2 separate regions of the Mus musculus genome follow, and region 2 is linked to region 1. The links are chromatin contacts, called in public promoter capture Hi-C maps. All regions are on one chromosome and are shown on one strand. The core of a region is the stretch at or near the end of the contact, and the rest is flanking DNA. Distances in the headings are between cores, read along the strand shown.

Region 1 (7,330 bases), core at 3,608-6,107:
GTCCTGGAGGAGGTAGAAAGAGCTAGGCCCTTGTAATACTGAGGGACCTGGAGGCCAGCATGGGCTTTGTCGTGCTATCAGGCACCAGAGTTAGCCGTTTGTCCCTTCTGCCAGTGTTAAGGAAATGGCTCCTTTAGTAGAGGGAAGCCAGCTTCCCAAGTTCTAGAGCAATGCCGGCGTTTGTCTAGTCACCAGCATTTGGGGAAATGGCCTTTCATTTGTATGTGACAGGGAGACAGGCTAATCTGTCTTTTCCCAGTGCCAAGTACCTCTGCTCTCATCTCTCTAGAGATGGATTTTAGAATCAAGCCTTCTCTCGTGGCCCATGCAGTCTGCTGGCCATGCTCAGTTTATGACTTTCTCTCTCTCTGTTCCAAACCCATCAGGATACCTCTAGCGGCACTCTCTCATATACACAATAAAAACTTTCCAGTTAACCATGCCTTGGAGTGGCCATGTCCTCAGTTTATAGAAGTTTCACTGTGTCCCTGTGATGCCACATGGAGGCTCTGGGACCTCCTAACCCTGACCATGGCATCCCACAGCCTTCCCAGGTCATGAAGAAAACTGCAGGCAGATTAAAGCCAGCCAGATGTGTCCATGGCAGGAACACTCATGTGTCAGGCATCCACTGTCTAGAGGAAGTTCAGAGAGGCCCTGGACTGTTGTAACATTGTGGTAGTACTTACAGAAAGACAGGGAGATAGAGGAGCCCTCAACCCCAGGATCTGTTTAAGTCTCTTCAAGGAACTTTCAAATGGCTGGCAAGGGACCATAATCCTTTGAGAGAAGCCCACAAATAAGACTTAACCGTGCTTAGCAGTCAAAGCACATGCCTCCAACTCCTTGCGACGTGTAGTAAGAGTTCCTTTGACCTGCTTAAAAAAAAAAAACCCCATACTTCTCTCTTATCAGCAAACACGTGTACAATGAACCCCACAAACCTCAGCATAATCCTAGTTGCTAAATAAAGTGTAGATAAAAACGTGAATGCTAAAACATTTTCAATCTTCTCAATCCTTTGAACAGGGAGACTTCAAAAGCCACCAAAGCACCTACCTCAGTGGGACCCTCTCGGAATGGCACTCACCCTGAGGTGGGCACCAGTGTGGCACTGTGGCAACTTTCTCCATCCTATCACCATCAAGGAGCAGAGATAACATTAAGGCAAGGGAGTGATAACTAGGCCTAGGGCAATGGAGATCCTAACACACCCTAGATGGAGCAGAACTGAGGGCCATCAGTCACTTACCCTTTCCCACTGCCTTAGTGAGGATTTCTATTGCTGTGAAGAGAGACCACAACTCAGCAAGTCTTAGAAGGAAAGATTTAATTGGGGCTGACTTATAGTAGAGAAGTTTAGTCCATTGTCATCATGGTGGGAAGCATGGCGGCATGCAGGCAGACATGGTGCTGGAGAGGAAGCTGAGAGTTCTACATCTGGGTCTGTAGACAGCAGGAAGAGACAGAACCACAAGTACAGCCTGAGCATCTGACACCTCAAGGCCCGCCCCAGTGACACACTGTCTCCAACAAGGCCGCTTCTCCAACAAGTCCACACCTCCTAATAGGACCACTCCCTATGAACCTATGGGGAGTTCATTTTCTTTCAAACCACCTCAGCTGCCCACCACTAGTTTGCTATCAGTATAAGTGGGCCCAGGCTGGGCTAGGGTGGGGCTGGTAGAGTATGCAGGAGGTAGGGTAACTACAGTTACCTGAAGGGAGGGTAGAGCTCTTGGTGATAAATTGGGACTTATCAGTGATGAAACTGCCCCAAGTCACCCACAATGCTGTAAAGACTCCCTCACTTATGTTCCTGTAAGCACAGTCCATTCAAGGGTTCATCAAGTTGTTCTTCTGTGGAATCACTTGTCATTGCTGCCTATCTGAGACGAATAGATACGTGTTCATGTTGCTCTTTTAACGTCTATACTAAAATCTTTTCTTAATAATCTCCAATTCTACTTCATACTGACTAACCCTGAAATCCCTTTCTGCACCCGAGGTTAAGATCCTAGCTGCACCTGACTGGATGTTAACAGGGAAAGCCACGGGCCACACAGCCATAGTGCAGAGCTCTGTCCTTGCAGCTGAGGAAGGCCTGGCTCTTGAATTTATCACCACATGTAAAATCACAACCCTAAGAACTAAAGGGCATTGCCCTGTGTTTAAAGAGCACTTAGAGTTCAGAGAGGAAGTTCAGTGAAGAGAATCTGAGCAGAAGAGCCAAAGAGACACCCACACTGCATCACTGCGCCTCAGCCTCTGCACTGCTAGAGGCAGCAAAGACTCCACCTTCTTAAGCACAAATAAGGCTTGTTTGTCAGTTGGTCAAGAGGAGTTTTCTGTAAAGACATTTTAGTAACACAGCTGAAACAACACTGTCCCCCTAAAGTGAACCCCTCAGCCTTGGAAGAGCGCATAGGTGTGGCTCTGCACCGTGGCTTGGCTCCACAGGAAAGTGAGGATGGCCAAGTAGCAGTCAAGGGAAGGCAGGCACTGGGCCAGGAGTCAGATGTCACCCCAGGCCTGTAATGGTGGAAGGAGCACGCTAGACACTCTGAGAGGGAAAACAGTTGCTCTCTGGGGAGAAAGCATGAACTGTGGTTTTCCTCAGTAAATCAATAAGCCCTGGTAGCAGGGCACTTTGCTCCTTTGAACCAGTTTGTGAAATTGATTATGTCTGAGGATGGAGAGCCAGACGCCTCCCCCCCCCCCCCATTCCCTGGGCACCACCATGCAGGAGAAGGTTCCTGGCTGAGGCTGGGCTCCCTCTTGGACATCCTTTCCCAGTCTTATCAACACAGCTCCCTGGTGACTCCACCATGATACTAGCTTGGCCTGAAGACCCCCTGCAGGTAACCCCAAAAGGCCAGTGGCACTGACTAGTGGCTCTCCTGCCTCCAATCTTATTCTCTGTTGTCCCTCATCCCTCCAGCCAGGCTGTGTTCCCATACTCTGAGGTCTTAAAACAAGAACCAGGAAGTGGAACTTGGGCCTCTGCCCTTCAAATACTTGATCCAGGGCCAGGATCCCAGGGGAAACAAAAAACAAAAAGGGTGGAGGCACCAGATCAGTAGGGCTATGCCTGGGCATGCTGGAGCTGCTGGGCATGGAGGAGAGACACTACTCATCCTTACAGGGCTTTTTGTGGGTACCACTGTGCTCTAGTTGGGCTCTGGGCAGAAACTGGACCCCAGGGGTCTGGTGGAGGCTCTCACCCTTTCACTAAAAATCCCTCCCTCTGTTCCCCATGCATTTCCCTCTCAGTTCATCTGGGCAGCAGGTGTGTAAGGCACAGCCAAAGGCTGGTGCAGTCACACCAGATAACATGGGGATTAGGGATGGTGCTGAAGGTCACCCAGCTGACTCCAGGAGCACCCGAGGGTCTAGGGAAATCTTGTTTTCTTGGTCGGAGGGGCAGCTGAAAGCTTGGAGCCTCCTCACTGACTCTGGTCTCTCTTCCAGAGGGCAACTGAGGACATAAAAGCCACCCACAGCAGGCGCACCTCTGCCTCAGGGCCTTTGCATGTTCTCCTCAGCCTTGTGCAGCTGGATACTGAGTAGTGAGGCGCACTCCTGACCCTCCTGACCCTCTGGAGTGTGAAAGTGTGGCCTCTTCCTCTCTAGTCAACAGTCCTGCTCCCTCTTTATGACCTCCTATTTCCTACAGCTCACAAATATAATTTATATTTTACAAAGATATGTTTATTTATTATGTGGTGTTGGGGATCTGACCCAGGACCTTGAATTTTGTTTGTTGTCTGCATTCAAAAGCTCCCAGAGCCCATGAGAACACATTCCCTGCTATCCCCAGGGTGGGTGGGTGGGGGGCAGTGTCTGAACAGTCAGTCCGTGTCGTTGAGCACGGTTGCACTGAACATACTTCTTTAGGGACACAGGAAGCCCTCACGTGGCCCGCCTGGTGTGGGTATTAGGGAATGGAAAGTCTTTGCTGAACACGCCCACGTTTTTGTTCCACCCTTCCCCCCAGCCCCCTCAGCTTCAAGTCTTGTGTGAAGTCAGACCACGCACAGCCAGTGAAAGCCTCCACTTGAGGGAGGAAGTCACTGTCACAGTAAAAACAATGTGAGCCTCTGGGGCTCTGCGACTTTAAAAAAAAGATCAGGCCGAAATCGGAGGCAGAGAAGCAAATGTCGCAGATGTCCATCTCTACAATCCTGCCAGCAGCACAGAATGCCAGCAAAGGCACAGCCCTACTGTCAACGCGCATGCATACATACCGGATCCCTCCACCTCCCTCCTGATCCCGCCAACCAGATGCCAGAAAGGCTATCCAGACTTCTGGCCGCCGGAAGTTTAAATGACGGGAGGTGCAGACTGGAGAAGTTAAAATTAAGAGTCACTTGGACGGCGCCCTCAGCTACCTGGATTGGCTCAGGTGCCTGGGCAAGTAGCAAGCCTGGAACCCAAGGGACAAACATGCATGGGGGGGCGGGCGGGCGGGGAAACCAGGGGGCTGAGGAGCCAGCATCGCTGTCAGGCGCAGCACCCACCCCTTGCTTCCGAAGCGCAAGCAAGGGGTTGACGCCCCTGGAAGAGGATGGAGCATCAGATGCAGGACTAAGAAGCATGGCCTATTGCACGCCTGGATCGGTCTTAGGATAAGGGGAAGCGCATTTAGCTGCGGGAGATACGCGAAGCCCTCGCAACTCTCACGCTGGAGTGCCGCTGCTGTCCCCGGAGCTTACTGTCAGGGTCGCTCTCGGGTTCCTACTCCCGCGGCGGCTGGTGTGCAGTTCCTCCACTCTCAAACTCCTCTTGAGCCTCTTTGCCTGCTGCTGAGCTGGTGACACCAGCTGCCTGTTAGCCCCGCCCCCACTAGCCCCGCCCAGGCCTTGGCCCCACCCCCGAGTTGGCTGGTTGGCCAAGGCTAGCTGAGCATCTAGCTAAGGTGTTTCACCTATTCTGGCAAAGTCTGCTGTTCTGAACAGGGTATTGGCAGTTTAAACTCTGCAGTCTGTGGACTCTACACACAAGAGCCCAAGCTGGCCTGGTGCTACAGCCTTCCTCTCACCTTCCTAGCAGTTCGTTGTAACCATTTTATAAGCGAACCAGTCAGTGAGCAAACATCTGGGGATAAAGCTTGAGGGTAGAGTGTCTCGCGTGGGCAAGGCGCTGGAGTTCATTCCCAGAACCACAAATAAAATAGTGAAGTGTGGAATGAACACACAAACCTGAAGTTTGTCGTTAAGTGCACCCTGTGAGGCTGGCTGATCTGAAGCCCAGGAGGCATGGACACCAAGCAGAGGCCAGCACAGGGAGGAGGGAGAGAGCGCTGCCTAGCCAGCAAGCAGGAGTAGGACAACCACAGTTCCTGGCACCCTTGGGGCTAACCTGCTCTCCATTAGCCAGCCTGCCCAGTGCCCTGTCTTTACCCCCGCGGCCCTCCTAAGACTCGCCTAGAACCTTCTCAGGCTTCAGCAGCCACACAGACAAGATGACCAGGCACACCACTGTGAGGGCCTAGCAGTGCCTGCCGCGGGGTCCAGGTTTATCATCCTACACACATGTGAAGCGTAGGGATCCTATTTTCACCTCTCACCTCTGATCTCCAGCCTCCTTCGCTGCTCATCATGGCCCAAACCCTCTCCGTTCTAACGGAGAGCCGGTTTCTCTCCAGTGAACACATTCAACTCATTCCTGCCTCCGTGGAACTCCTGGATAGTGTGTCCTCAATCCTCTCTGGGAACCTGGGATTTCCAGGTACTGCAGCTCCTTCCCCTCCCCAGCACACCGTTTGCACACCTGCCGTCCTCCTCTGCAGTGTATAGTCCAGGCTTGTTTCATAGCGCCCTCTAAACTGTTCCCACAGGAGCGCTGCCTCCAGCCATTCAGCAAAGCAGTAAACGTATTGTTCTTAACAAAGTGTAGATGGAAACATTCTAATGTGCTGGGCAATGGTGGCTACACCTTTATTCCCAGCATTCCTTGAGTAGGAGCCAGAGGCAGGCAGATCTTTGACTATGATGCCAGCCTGGTCTACAGAGAAAGTTCCAGGACAGCCAGGGTCACACAGAGAAACCCTGTCTTGAAAAAGAAAGAAAGGGGCTGGTGAGATGGCTCAGAGGTTAAGAGCACCGACTGCTCTTCGGAAGGTCCTGAGTTCAAATCCCAGCAACCACATGGTGGCTCACAACCATCTGTAATGGGATCTGATGCCCTCTTCTGGTGTGTCTGAAGACAGCTACAGTACTTACATATAACAATAAATAAAAAAAATTACATTGTCTCAAAAAATAAGAAAATAACTAAAAATAAAAAAAAAAGAAAGAAAGAAGAAAAGAAAAGAAAAGAAAAGAAAAGACAAAACCATAACACTAGTTGCTGGTGATGGATGTATCATCCTGTGAATGTGATAAACCTACTTGTCTTAGTTAGGTCTCCTACTGCTAAGATAAAATATCGTGATCAAAGCAGCACAGGGAAGAAGGGATTGGTTTCAGCTGGAAACTCAGACACACTCCATCCCTGAGGGAAGTCAGGACAGAAACTCAGGACAGGAACCTGAAGGCAGGAACTGGACCAGAGGGCACTGTTTCTGGCTTGCTCTTTATGGCTTGCTCAGCCTGCTTCCTTACACAGCTAAGGACACATCTGTCCAGATGGCTGGTGGGCTGGGTCCACTCATATCCATCAATCACTAATTAACAAAATGTTCCACGTTAGCATTTTTTCTAGGCTCTGCCCCACAGTTACCTGGCAACAACCAGGTATGCCTGACTCAGTATCAAAGAGGCTGTCTGGCCCCTCCTCACCCTCTTACTCCTTTACCCTCTTACCTAATCTGTCCCTTCTCTCCCCATTCCCTTCCCCTTCCCACGTGCTCATGGCCGCCCTCTACTCCTCTCCTTTCTCTCTGTCTCTCTCTGCCTTCCTCTCTTTCTACTCCCTCAATTCCCCTCCCCATGCCTTAAATAAACTCTCTTCTATCCTATACCTGTCGTGTGGCTGGTCCCTCAGCATGGTCCTGCAGAGGCATCCCTTCTCCTGCACTGTACCTCACTCTACAAACACATCCCTGGCTTCCTTTTCTGTTTTATAAAACACAACCCCCCACAGCCTTACCTATAGGCCAATCTAACAGAAAGAAAGAAAGAAAGAAAGAAAAAAGAAAGAAAGAAAGAAAGAAAGAAAGGGAGAAAGAAAAAGAGAGAGAGAAAGAGAGAGAGAGAGAGAGAAAGAAAGAAAGGGAGAAAGAAAGGAAGAAAGAAAGGAAGAAAGAAAGAAAGAAAGAAAGAAAGAAAGAAAGAAAGAAAGAAAGGAAGAAAGGAGAAAGAAGAAAAAGAAGTAAGAGGTTGATTCT
Region 2 (7,267 bases), core at 4,152-6,651, 490 kb after region 1:
AAAGTCCCTTTGGTAGCTTTTATAGCCTTTATGCTTTCCATTTAAAACAAAAGTTCTTTGTAACAAAATAATTTCATTTAAGATTCTTATTAAGAGTATGTAGATGCTTTTTCATGGCAATATTTAAAAGGGTTACATAAACTAGTTGTTAATCTGTAAAATTGTACCAATATATATAAGCTAGCTTATTGCACAAATAGGAATCCTATTTATCTTAACTCCATAGAGGGAAGAGAAGGGGGGACATCTATTAAGCAGCAATTTGCCTGCCATTTTACAGCTTATTTAATTCTGAGCAATTTTGCAAGTGAGAGAACAGAGACTTGGAAATATTAAGTAATTTATACAAGATTTAGTGTGGAAGGATCAACCGTGTCCCCCGAGTGTGTTCAACCTCAAAACGTGAGCTTGCCCCCTGACAGATTCTAGGAGCCCAGAGATAAAAGCGTGGATTCTCACATCTTGGCCTTGACTCCTCACCTTTCCCCACCTCACCTTCACAATGGGAACTAGGGTTCATGCTTGGAGTCCCCTGGTGTGTGAGGTTTCCTCCAAGTTTTGGATTGCATAATTTAATATGCAAATTATATTTTAATTTTTTCTTTTATTCTCAAGAGGACATAGCAAAGTAGCTGGGAATGAGTGTAACCAGGAATGGTCACATGGTGTCCTGGTGGACATTTGATTTGTCACATTTAAAAAAAAAAATCTATCCTGTGAATCATCTTGATTCAGAGGGGACATCCAGCCATAAGAAGCCCCAGCAGCTGCTCTCCCAGACTTCCGGCACTCTGGTGTGGCACCTGGACAAAATTGAACAATAGGACAATGTCTATAGGGACTCAGAATGGGAGGTCATCAGGGCATGTTAGAGCCAGAACATTGAGCATCTCTGCCACTCATAGTCTCTCAATGGTGGAGACTGCAAAATCCCCTTAGAGTCAAGTATGGTGCAGACCACAGGTGGATGGGGTTGGGGGGGGGGAGCTATCTGCTCCCTGGCGCAGCTTTGTCCTCATCTCCGCCACCCCGGGGACTCTCAGGTATGCAGGGAAGAGGGCCTGTATCTTCTGAGGTGTTCTAGTATTTTCAGGCACCAAAGACAGAGGGGACTGGAGCTTTCCTGTGGAAACTGAAGCAGAAAACCTGAACAGACTTCTTTCTAGTCACATGCAGCACACATTTACTGGATGTGTGTAGGTGGGGATAGGATGTTGGGCATGGGCCAGGTATGCCTCACCTATGCCTCAGGCAAGGTTTACCCCCTTAGTTGGAGCTAAGGAAGTCGCAGGCATCAAGTTATATGATAACCAGTGACCTCATGTGCCATGCGTTGATGCTGTGGTTCTTAGGCCATAGACCTGTGAGAGGCAGTGAACCTTTAAAAGACATCTTCTCACCAATGAGAGGTGGAGAGGCTTGAAGAGGTCAGAGGGACCTCTTCCTCAGCCTGTCCTGTCTCAGTCTCTGGAGTAGTTTTGCTATGTTTCATGCTGTCTCCATGATGCAATTCTTTGCTTAAAAGCAACAGGGGAAAGGTATTACAGTCTAACACCTCCAAACTGTGAGCCATATTGAACCTTTTTCCCTCCTAAACTGATTGTCTCGGCTATTTGTTACAGTAACAGAATGTCAACGCAACAATGAAACTTTCTTCTTATACTTCTCTCTTGAACATTCCAATAGTGATTCTGAGTAGTTTCTGCCCGAGAAGTATTTGACAACACAGTAGAGTGGACATCTGTTTTTGGTTTTGAGTTGTTTTGTTTTTTAAATGTTTTGAGAATGGCATAGCATCTCTCATTAGGGAAATTGGTTACTAAGTGTATTTAGTCTGATAGGGCTGCTCTTATTGGCACTATGGGCTCCAGGCTCTAGCATCTGTTCTAGAATGAACACACCCCAGGAGAGAGGCCACTGGCACCACGCACAAAGGCAGCTTAAGTAAACAGTACACTTGTCACCGAGATCCTCTTCATGGCATCCCCCCCCCCCCAAGCCTTGCTGGACGATTGCTCCAGCATTTCCCTCCCTCTTACAACTCTCTCTCAATTGACACTAGAGCTTATAAAACAAGCCCAAAATATCTTAATAGATTTTCAATTAAATCATAGAGGGAAAAAATGTTACTTAAAAGTAAAACCAAAGATTTGCTATTGAGTTGAGAAGAGAGTGGTTTCGGGCATATGGAGACATGATTCTGAGCTGCCCCCTCTTCTCTTTTGGCAGCTTGGGGGCTTGGGGGTGGGGTGAGAATGAGAAGAAGGCAGTGCATCTCCCAGCAACCATGCAAAGAGAAGCACAGGGATGCTTTCAGATGATGTTTCTGCTTAACAAGGTGACAAAAATTACTAGAAGACAGGAAGCCAAGCAGTATGGCAGGAGATTAGAACTTAAAGAAGCCAACAGAATTCTGAGAATGAAGACCAGGTGTTTAATATGAGGTAGCTTGGATTGTTCAGTATAAGCCAAGAATTTATTTTTCTTGAAAAGTATCTGCCTCACATGTTTCTTCTATGATTGTGTGTGTGTGTGTGTGTGTGTGTGTGTGTGTGTGTGTGTATGTGTGTTGCATGAGTGCTCACTGTTAGAGAATGGGTGTTAGGATCTGTCTGGTTACTGAAGAGCACAGATGGGGAAAAGCAGACCGGCAGGCTCCTTAATGCCAACTGGAATAGAGATGGCACCTTCACCTCCCAAGAGGCTTGCCTGGAGGTGTGGCTTCACTTTTAGGCCCAGGATTTTCCGCTAACATCTGGCTTGCATGATTGCATATTCACAGTCAACACAGGTACGTTTTGATGGTTCAGGAAGGCAGGGATTGGCAAATTGCTACTGCTCCTGTAAATAAAATCTTATCTTAACAGACTGACCTGATGTGTCTTGTGGCTGTTTTACCCTGTGGGGCTGAACTGACAACCCCATGGAATCCACAGGAAGCACAAGGCCTCATATTTGTATTCTCCAGGCCTATAGGGAAAAGATTGCCTCTCTCAGCTCTAGAGGCAAGAAGCAACCTGTAGCGGTCCATCAAGTCTGCCCATTGGTTAGACAACATAAAAATGGCTCTAGGCACGAAGGAAAAAGATCTGAAGTTGGCCTCGAAGCTCAAGGTGAGCTTATAATACTTATTCCATGAGAAAAGAATGAAGTGTAAGAATGCTTTAAAGATAACAGCCTTTGGTCTGTGGACTCTCCTTTACAAACAGTAGGCAGGGGTGGCAGTGGAGATGGGGGGACTGGATTGGCACTGTGACAATTCCCCTGACACACGGCGTCCCTTTCTACCTTTCAGTTGTCTGTGTTCAGTTTCAGTCCAAAACAAAATGGAAAATTCTGGAAGAATGCAATTCATATATTTTGTGTGTCTGAGTAGTGTTGTGAGACCTTGTACCATGCTGGCATCACATAAGGGTCACAAATCATCCTTGCCCAGTGCGTCCATGCTGTATACACTACCCACCTGTTAGCCAGTGACATAGTGGCCTGACCCCAAGTCAGGATGCTTACATTATTTACCAGGTGTACATCATCACATGCATGTTCTGTCATTTCAAAGGGGTGGCAATAATACCATAAAATATTGAGGGATATAGTATTTTTATTACATTAATAAATCTGGGGAGCATTAAGAACTAATTACAGTTAAATTTTGTTTTTAACAACCCTGTTTAATGGCAAAGTATATATATTCGCCAACAATGTTAAAAGTAGATGATAAGGCACATTGACAAGCTAAGTTACCCTTTAATCCTGTTGTTTTTTTTTAACTGTTTTACACATAAATAAAGCTAAACAGTTACCTTGAAGTTTTCATTGCCAAAAATTTCTGAGAAACATGAAGCTGGCTATGTTTTTCCCCATGCAGGGGCATGACCCAAAAACAAGGCTATTCTTCCAGACCAGAGCCCACAGTTCAACAAAAACAGTTCATCACAAATGCAAACCTGAAACCCTTCTAAACCAACAAACCCCTACAATTTAAAATAAGATTCTTATTTGCTTCAAATGGCCCAAAATACATAGAACATGTAAGCTATACACTATACTTTGTGGACTGCAGAGTACACATTAAGAAAAAAAAAGTGTGGTAAAATACATGTCTTAACTAGGTACTCTGAGAATTTCAAATGCTACTATAAAAATGGGTGGTATAACCCGTTAAAAAGTTTTCCAAGTGTTCTAAATCTCCGGAATCTACAACAGCCCCAGGGACACAGACAGTGAGGATGTGGGTCCCAGACAAGGAGCACGACCCCATGCTGCAACAACTGCCCTTCCTGAAAGTGTGTTTCTATTTTCCACGAAGGATACTTTTTGGCTTGTAGATTATTCCCTGCGCCTCAATTCAGTTGCAGTAGCTGTTACTTTGAACTTGCTTTTGATTTGGTGCTCAGCATGGTCTTTGAAGCTCTCTGTTCCTTGAGGCGTGGGTTATGACCACGATGATGGCGCTCGCGTTCTGCCTGCAGCCGCTGCCGCCCTCTGGTCAAGGCTTCTAGGTACCACTGCTGCTCCTTCGCCAGCTGCCGGTGCTTTTCCAGCTGGCTCCTCACAGCATCCAACCTGCCGTACTCCTGGCTCAGTTGCTGAAGCTCCTTGCGTAGCTGCTGGTTCTCCCTGTGGAGACTGCCACAGAACTCAGAATGAGCCTGCTTGGCTGCTAGCGCCAAGGCCTTGTACTTCCTCGTAAGCCCCGTGGTGTTGATCTGCCCCAGCTCCATCAGATGCCACTCTTGCAGCTCCTTCTCCATCAGTGCCTTTTCCCGCAGGAACTGGAAGTGCGCCTCCCGGTCCTTGGTCGCAGTCTCACTTCGGACTTTCTCTTGCTCCTTCTCCAAGGTCTGTATTTTCACGTCCTGGCCCTCCTTTATCTTGTAAACTGGCTTCAGTGCCTGCAACTGCTGCTTCAAATCCTTCTGGGTCTTTCTGCCCTGCAGGAGCTGGGCTTGAAGAGCTGCGTTTCTCTGGTTGTATCTGGATGCCAATTCTTGTCTCTCGCGTTCTATCTCGCCACATTCTTGGACGTACTGCTTCCACAGCTCCTCCTGTTTCTTCTCACACTGTTCCTTATTTTTACGCAGGTATTCCATGAAAAGCTGGTTTTCAGCCTGCACACGGTATTTTTCCTCTAGTAGCTGCCTGCTGTCCTTCAGCAGCCTTTCCCGCCGGCATTTGGTTTCTTGGATTTGCTGGCTCAGCTCCTTCATCGCCACCACTGTCTTCCTTTTTACCCGTTTCTCCAAGCTCGTTAGCAACTTTGGCTTGAGATATGTATTTAGAATAGTAAGGTGTGGTGTTGGCGGGGGTGCATCTCCAGGGCTCTGGGCAAGCATACTCCTTGAATCCCCAGGTCAAGGAGAGTGACTGCAAGAGAGCATGGGATGGTGGTTTGTTGTTTCAGGGCACAGAGTCCTGAGCAAATGTTCCCAAGGTTTCTCCCTCTGGTGGTCAAGGCGACCAAGCGACACTCAGCCTGCCAGGAAGTCAGAGCAGGTCAGAGGCTGTCCAGGGCTTTTCTGACTCTCTTTCCTTTTTGTTAAACAGTCACACTGTTTGTTGTCCAAACCAGTGCCAGGAAGTCCAGACAGGTGTCAGAACAGCATATGTCCTCCCTTCATAACGAGGAGGGTAGAGAAAACAGACCTGCTTGACTTTTAGAGTTTGTCAACATACTCAGCCTGGATTCCAAGTCCGGGCCTCACCACGCAGTGCATGAGGTGGCTGAAGCTGAGAGGGGTTTTAGGCCAGGCCTGTATGAGCACCGATGACCCAGCACCAGTAAAGTCCATATAGAACATCTAAGGTGATTTAGGACAATCATCACTCAAGATTTCTGAACCAGGGGTAAGAGTCCAGAGAATTGGTTTCTGTGGATATATGACTGCAGTTTTAAGGACTACCCGCTAATTGCCTTCTCCCCACTCACAAAGAAACCCTCTGTCCAATCCTCAGAAAGCTCTGAGCCTAAGTGGGGGTCCTTCAGATGCTAAGGTGGCTAAAAGGCCTACCCAGCCTCTGGCAATCGACTGTGCATGGAATGTCCATGTCTTCTGCCTTCTCTTGGTGTGTATAGTCTACATCAGGGTGTCGGGGGCTCTTTCTGCAGACCCAGTTCCTAGTGGGGCCAAAGTTAAGGGCGACTGCAGAGTCTTCTGTATGCTGTTCAGTGTCTCAATCCTTGAATACAGATAAGATCTCTTAGAGTTCATGAAAGGATGTGGAAGCTCTAAGAAGTAACATCTTCGTCCAGGACTATAGGTAGTTGGATCTGTCGGGCCCCCTGACCCCTGACCCCTGACCCCCGACCCCTTTGGCTCCCTTGGCAAGACTGTTATACTCTCCCAGAGAGTGATTCCCTAACTGCCCAAGGATTCTTCCAGTGATGGTTTCCCAGACTGCTCCCTTGAGATTCTGATTTGGGTGTTTTGGAGAGGAAAGAGGGATCTGGGGTTAATGCAATGATTCTTGCCATCAGAGTTTGACAAACACAGCGGTCATATCCCCTCACACCACAGCTCCCCTCACCCCATGGCCCCAAGCTGGAACTCAGCCTGTGCCGGATGCCTTGAAGATATGAAACCACGGGGCTTCTATAATCACTGTCCCCATGAAATCTAAATATAAGAAGACACAATGCCCATGTTGGGTAATAGCTCTGCTTCTATAGGCTCTGCCTTGATTTCCTGGAGATTCAGGATGTGAGACACAGACGAGTGCCCATAACTGGTATAATTGTGCTAACTCATCTGTTGGAGATGGGCTTTCGCAGATGCCAGCTGCGAAAAAAAGCCCAAATAAACCAAAAGAGCCTCAGCATGACAGTACAATCGAGTTCTCTGGCCGCCAGACTCACACACTGGTGATTAGCTGGAGACAGCTGCAGACAAGGTAGCGCAATAATGATCCAGGATGGGCGGGGCAAGGTGCAGGAGCGTAGGCTGTCTCCCAGGCCACGAGGGACGGTACACAACCATGGGGCCACCCAGAGCATCGAGGCAGATGACTTTAAAAGCCTTCAACTTAAGTTTAGAGAGAAAACTATGGGAAGTCCTTCATGCCGAGGCAATCACAAGGATTAAAAGAAAACTGCAAAGTAAATCTACCCAGACACAGCAAACCTTTTTCTGAAATAAAATAGAGAGGTGGGGGTTTATCTAATGTTCTTAATGGGCACACAAACATTGAAAGTTTCGTTCCTGGTTGTCTGGGATGAAAATGTCTGGTCCTACAGTTAGCCCTTTCTGTTGAGGTTGGTTTGCTCTAA

What was found. Promoter capture Hi-C pulls out the DNA fragments that hold promoters and counts their contacts.
Region 2: a contact with region 1 is called in a promoter capture Hi-C map of stem cell-derived epiblast-like cells, with 2.7 times the contacts expected there. The contact joins the promoter of Ccdc121 here to the promoter of Ephx1 in region 1. A contact is called at or near these places in 2 of 39 promoter capture datasets (HPC-7-derived erythroid cells and stem cell-derived epiblast-like cells), 1 of 115 datasets of contacts at active chromatin or transcription factors (pancreatic cancer cells) and 1 of 9 other capture datasets (macrophages).

The regions. Positions count from the first base shown.
Region 1 is chr1:181,012,712-181,020,041 of GRCm38.p6, forward strand. Ephx1 (epoxide hydrolase 1, microsomal) reads right to left here and starts at 4,858. Exons shown (of 9, transcript NM_010145.3): 1 at 4,716-4,858.
Region 2 is chr1:181,506,050-181,513,316 of GRCm38.p6, forward strand. It overlaps Ccdc121 (coiled-coil domain containing 121), which reads right to left and starts at 5,402. Exons shown (of 1, transcript NM_207280.3): 1 at 3,584-5,402. The coding sequence starts at 5,336. The coding sequence ends at 4,365.